Linked DNA regions of Mus musculus: region 2 is linked to region 1. A link is a contact called in public Micro-C data. All regions are on one chromosome and are shown on one strand. The core of a region is the stretch at or near the end of the contact, and the rest is flanking DNA. Distances in the headings are between cores, read along the strand shown.

Region 1 (2,895 bases), core at 103-2,602:
TAGAGACACCAGTTTGTTTTTTCTGTGTCCTTGTGATTGATTTCTCTTTCTACCCCACACGTGTGGAAAGGTAACAGCAGCCTTGTCTGTCAGCTGAGGTGTGAGGTGGTGTGCTGGGGACGGGAGCAGTGGACAAGGCTGATGAGGAGAAGCCGCAGTGCAGCTGTGAAAGCCTCCTTCCAGGTGGACGCTGTGGCTCTCCTAATGGACAGTGCTTCAGAGCTACAGATCCCTAACCTGACTGCCTGAGGTCCGAAGCGGTTGAGGGCCTGCTTCCTTCCTGTATTGTTTGTAACGTGTGGAACTCAAACTGGTTTCTAGTTAGGTCACATTTTGGATCCTGTATAACAGACGTTTACAGACATGGCATGTTTTCAGAGGATTACATGGTCTGTTGACCCCACTTTTTAGGTGAAGTCTTTAAAGTGCATTTAGCACTTAGTATGCCTTAATTATATGTGTAGAACTTCTCCCAAAGATGTCAAAATGAACAGGCCCATGTCTTCAAACATCAGGGTGCCCTGGCTGCCTGCTAGCTCTTGCCTTGGCTTGTCTGTGGAATGCCTCTGCTTCTAGGTAGACCTGCAGGACCCAGGCCTCTGGAATTGTATGCTGCCTGGTTCGGGGAGTGACTTGGCAGAGTGGGGCTCTGGCTGGGCTCCTCCTGAGTCCGTCGAGCAGGGCCTGCAGGTCACCTGCTCATCGTGACTTTTCATCCCTGATGGGGAAGGTGTGAACTGTCCAGTCACTGAGAGAGAGCATGGACACTGCTGCTGATTCCTCACAACTAGGGCCTTTGTAAATTTATTGTGCCTGTTTTTATAAACTTGAATATGATTAGGTCATCATTTGGAACTTTTTCAAAGCAAAAAGTCTCCCACCATGAACCCCCAACCCCACTAGAGGCCTCTGGGTGCCCCTGTGGGACTGTTGGTACCTCAGTCCAGGGTAGTCTCCTTGTTCTACTCCCTGTTTTCAGAGTGTGAGACCACCATGGTTTGTGGCTGCACCTTGCTTACCTGTGCCTTCAGTAACCAGCGCCAGTCAGTAAGCTAGTGTCAACCCAGGCCCACCCAAAAGACTCAGAGGAAAAGCTGTCTAGAGAAGAGAAGACAGCATGCGCTGGAGAGGGAATGGGGCTCGCCTCGCCTCGCCTGAGATTGCGGTGCACACGCTTGCCATGGATTCTGTGATCCTGTGTTGACATTTGCTGGTGCACACTGGCAGCAGCCCTTGCGGCACATTTATTTTTAACTTTCTTAGTGCGATTTCGGTTGGAAACTTAACACTCCAAATTCGGCCGCCAAAACTGAGCATTCTGATTGCCTACCACTGAAAAACTAAAATACTGGGGAGTGTGAACCGCATGAAGACTGCTCTGCTGCAGAGGAGCGCCGGCTCTGCCCACCCCACAGCGAGCCTACAGTATGAAGTGAGCGAGCGAAGCTGAGGAGACCTTAGAGGCTCTCCTCCACTTCTCTTAGCATTTGTACATACTTCTCTGTCACAGATGAAGAAGACATTTGTTCCTGAGGCTAATGTTGGCTGATTGCTTACCATCGAAGCTGCACAAGCTGCAAGTCCTCAGAGCCACGATGTGTGGCTGCTGTGTGCGCTGCTTCCCCGAAGGCCTCGGCCACATGCCTCAGAGTAACCTAATACGCGCTTGCTCTTAAATTGAAAACATGATTGGACTTGGGAGGCTTCATTTATAGTTAGTAACATGAATGTAAGGAATTCTGTGACTGTACAAATGATTTAAATGCAATTTTGAAAACATTTTGCAACTAACTAGTACATGCTACATTATGGATGAAATTTGAATTATGTGGGAAATAACCTAATGTGGGGCTCTTGAGCTTGGGACGCCCATCTCATAGAACTGCTGGCTGCTCTTCCGTTAACCAGCTAATGTTCTCCTTCTTAAATTTAATCTATTCACAACTCACTTATTGGCAGAATAATTGTATTATGAACCAGCAGAGTTAGCTATAGCTGCCTTGATGCAGGTAATGAAGTTAGGTTTGGGCTGGATTGGAGCAATGTGTAAAAGGCCTGTTCTGTATTCTGTTCCCTGCCCTTTGGGTTGTTTCGAGAAGAAGTTGTTTTTTAAAGCAGTTGAGCTCTTAGGAACTTGATACAGGATGGAACTTCGTTCTGTCACAATGGAAATACCTTTTTTGAAGATTTTAAGTTTCTCTTCCTTCAATCTTTCTTTCTTTCTTCTTTCTTTTAAATTAGGGGCTAAAGAGACAGCTTAGCAGGTAAATTCACTGTTTTTTTCAGAGGACCTGGGTTTGGTTCCCGGCATCTACATGTTGTCTCATGACCAGTTCCAGGGGATCTGATGCCCTCTTCTGACCTCTGCAAGCACCAGGCATACATGTGGTGCACATGTATACATGTAGGCACAACATTCATGCATACATGCAGGCACTTGAATGCACATGTGTATGCACGCCAGAGCATGCATCAGGGTCAGAGGACAGCTTGCAGGAGTTGGTTCTCTCCTTTCATGTGGTACCAAGAGGTTGAACTGAGGCAGTGAGGCCTGGCAGCAGGCACTTTACTTACTGGCCATCCCACCAACCCAAAGTCTATAGCTTGGATTACAGGATGATTCTTTATCAGTCACCTTTAAACAGGAATGACTTGTGAAATGCCATGCACACGTTAGCTACCGCAGAAAGACACGTAGAAACGACACCTAAAGTGCCATGCACACGTTAGCTACTGCAGGAAGACACGTAGCTTGTGTGTGACTCCAGTGACACGCTGACACCTCCAGAAGACAACTGGGAAGTCAAGGCAGCAGGCCGGTGTCTACTTGAGCAGAGTTTAGTTGGGTTGCATATTCTTCCCTCAAAGGGTTGGTTGTTTTTTTTTTTTTTTTTA
Region 2 (3,185 bases), core at 355-2,854, 41 kb after region 1:
TGTGTGTGAAAGAGTGTGTGTCTTGGGTGTGTGTGTGTGATTTCTTGAGACGTCTCTTGGGGCTTCCTGCCCCCCCTTCCTAAATCGAGCCCATTTTCCAACGTTTCTTTCCTCAGAAGCTCCAGGGAGTAATGAATCGGCCGCGAATGACACGGTAACTTTTAACTCATGCCCGCGACAGTGGAGTGCTTAATCTGAGGTTTTTAAATAAAAAGGGCTCCGGGTTGGTTTTATTATAACGTTTATTTCATTTCAGATTTCATGCGTAATTTAGCAAACGCTAGACAGACTTGGGCGATAAACACTTTCTTTTGTGGGGGGGGGGAAGGCATTTTTATACACCGTGCTTAATTTTATTTAGATTTAATAGCGATATCGGGGGCACTTCAACGAAAGTTTTTTTTTTTTCTTTTCCCCTCTTCTTTTAAGAATCCTGGCTTGCCAGCAAAATTGTCTCGCTTTATTTCATGACAAGGAAAATTAAAAGCCTTTCCGCCCCTCCTCCCCTACTTACACTTTGAGAGGAAAACTCGCACACGCATGCTGGCGCTTGGGTGCGCGCGCGTCCACAGAATAAACACCTCCACCTCCTATCACCTCCAACTTCTAACTTTTAATTGCAAGATAGATTTCAGCCTCTACTCCGTGAGGAGTAGAAAGATCTAAACAATTTTAAGTAAGATTATTGGGATAAATATTCCATATGAAATAGGGTAGGTATTAAATCACTCTTATTGATTTTAGTATCACAATCCAATTCCGTTCTTTGACCTCTTCAGTTTAATTGATCTTTTAAGGAGGCCAACTTCGCGCCCTTCAGGGCCTGGGCCTGCCTGCTTGTGGCCGCAGCAAGGTGTCGCCCCCACCCCCGCCCCCACCCCGTGCGCCCTTTGCGCGTCGCTCTCCTCAGGGTTTCGCATTGTCTCGCCTCGTCGCTCCCGCGCCGGGCTCACCCGAAGTGGCTCCACAAAGCGGCCGAGGGTGCGTGGCTTCTTCCCGGTGGAGCCAGCGGCAGAGAACCGGAAGCCGCGGACGGTGGGAGACTAGGGAAGGAGCGAGCCAGTCTCTGGTCGCAGAGACAACCTTACTTCGTGTTTCCCCTCGGCGATCACCTCGTGAACTTGCCAGGGCCGGCTCCCTGGGGCGCTGCCCCGGGCTGCAGCACAGGCGACACTTAGCGACTTTCCCTGGCGCGTCCGGGGACTCTGCCAGGCTACCCCATTGTCTGTGCGCCCCGCACAGCTCACCGCCCACCTCCCCGCCCCCTGCCCACCCCGCAGGTCGCGCTGGCTCCGGTTGGGGGTGGGGAGTTGAGAACAGCGTGAATGGGAAGGGGGCGGACAAAGCCTGGCTCCCGCCGTCGTCCTAGGCTCGCGCCCTCCCCAGCCGGGGGCACCTGGGGCGCACCCCCAACGCCGTAGCGCCGGACCCGGAGTAGCGCGGGTTGGTGGCCGGGCCTGCGCAGCCGGGACCCGGGACCACCTTAAGAGCGAGCCCCGCCCCCGAGCCCGCTCGGGCGGCGCTGATTGGTGCAGAGGTAATGGCTGGAATGGATTGCTGAAACGCAAAACTTGTTGCTGCTTCTCCCGGCGCCGGCGAGAGGCAGACGCGGAGCGGAATCCCGGACCTCGCAGCGCCTCGCCCGCCCCGCGCGCCCTGCTCGCCCGCGCGGCCCATTCCCGGGTCCGAGGGGACCCGTGGAGTGCGGAGGCGGGAACCACAGCTTCGGAACCGCCGGCCCCACGCCTCCCCTCCCGCGCGCGGCCCGAGACTCCCGCGAACTCGCGCGGCGACCGGCGATCGAGCCCGAGCCGCGGAGCCGCGGAGCCGCGCGTCTCCCGCAGCCTGCGTTCCCGCTCCGGCGCCCGCGTCTACTGCTGTGAATCCAGCACCGGCGATGAGGAGCGGAGCAGCCCGTCTTCCGAGCCGCTGAGGCTTTCGCCGCCGATCGCCCGCGGCCGACCGGAGGTGCGGGAGCCGGTGCGGCCCGGGAGCGGGGACTCGGGGCAGGGGAAGGACCAAGGGGCTCCGCTACGGCCCCAGCCGCCGCGCCGCGGACTCCAGAGGTGATCATTCTGCTCTTCCGTCCCCTTCCCTCCCCCCTATCTAACTTTTTGTCTCAGCTCGTCGGCCTCCAGGTCTCCTCTCCGCATACCCACCCGCGACCGTGCCATCGACCCGGGGCATGGGCCCCCCGACAAGGCTCCAGGAGGCGCCGCGGCCTCGCAAGACGTGAGAGGCCCGCTTGGGTCGATTTCGAGGTTCCGAAGAGCAGCGGAGAGAGCTCCTAGCCAGCGCCCGCGCGCTGGGCCGGGCGGCAGTGAGCGCTGCGCCCCGCGGTGCAGAACGTCCCGGAGCGCCGGAACCTCGGCTGAGGCGAGTACCTGGCCGGAGGCGCGCGGCGGAGCAGGCTGTCATGCCCTATTGATCCCCTCCCGCCCCCCCCCCGCCCCCCCCGCCCCCGCCAAGTATGTTTGGGCTGGACCAATTCGAGCCCCAGATCAACAGCCGGCACGCTGGTCAGGGCGAGGGGAACTTTAACGAAGCCGGACTGAGCATGAACGCCCACTTTAAGGCTCCTGCCTTCCACGCCGGGCCTCCTACTGGCCCCGTGGACCCTGCAATAAGCGCTCTGGGCGAACCCCCGATCTTGGGCTTGAACATGGAGCCCTACGGCTTTCATGCGCGCAGCCACTCCGAGCTGCACGCAGGGGGGCTGCAGGCGCAGCCTGTGCATGGCTTCTTCGGCGGTCAGCAGCCTCACCACAGCCATCCCGGAGGCCATCACCCGCACCAGCATCACCCCCACTTTGGGGGCAACTTCGGTGGTCCGGATCCAGGTGCCTCATGTCTGCACGGGGGCCGGCTGCTTGGCTACGGAGGTGCAGCGGGCGGCCTGGGCAGCCAGCCTCCCTTCGCAGAGAGTTATGAGCACATGGCGGAGAGCCAGGGGCCGGAGGGCTTCGGCCCGCAGCGGCCAGGAAACCTCCCGGACTTCCATAGTTCGGGCACCTCGGGCCACGCCGTGCCTGCCCCGTGCCTGCCTCTGGACCAGAGCCCTAACCGGGCTGCCTCTTTTCACGGCCTGTCCGCCTCTAGCGGCTCGGATTCTCACAGCCTGGAGCCCCGGAGGGTGACGAACCAAGGAGCCGTAGATTCCCTGGAATACAATTACCCGAGCGAGC

The links. Hi-C and Micro-C count contacts between places; a contact is called where the count stands out from the background.
Region 2: a contact with region 1 is called in a Micro-C map of palatal mesenchyme, with 2.7 times the contacts expected there. The contact joins the promoter of Mn1 here to the enhancer-like site in region 1. A contact is called at or near these places in 1 of 484 Hi-C or Micro-C datasets (palatal mesenchyme), 2 of 115 datasets of contacts at active chromatin or transcription factors (both in embryonic stem cells) and 3 of 9 other capture datasets (adipose tissue, embryonic stem cells and pancreatic islet).

Annotation. Positions count from the first base shown.
Region 1 is chr5:111,375,194-111,378,088 of GRCm38.p6, forward strand. The region is part of intron 8 of Pitpnb (phosphatidylinositol transfer protein, beta); the gene reads left to right. Among named protein-coding and RNA genes, the nearest start is that of Gm36027, 21 kb to the left of the region's middle. Within about 2 kb of position 1,353, at least 24 of the 459 cell types and tissues checked have an H3K27ac peak or open chromatin away from gene starts, as enhancers often do. A contact at or near this core is called in palatal mesenchyme, where this site is marked.
Region 2 is chr5:111,415,696-111,418,880 of GRCm38.p6, forward strand. Mn1 (meningioma 1) reads left to right here and starts at 1,605. Exons shown (of 3, transcript NM_001081235.2): 1 at 1,605-1,968; 2 at 2,124-3,185. The coding sequence starts at 2,471.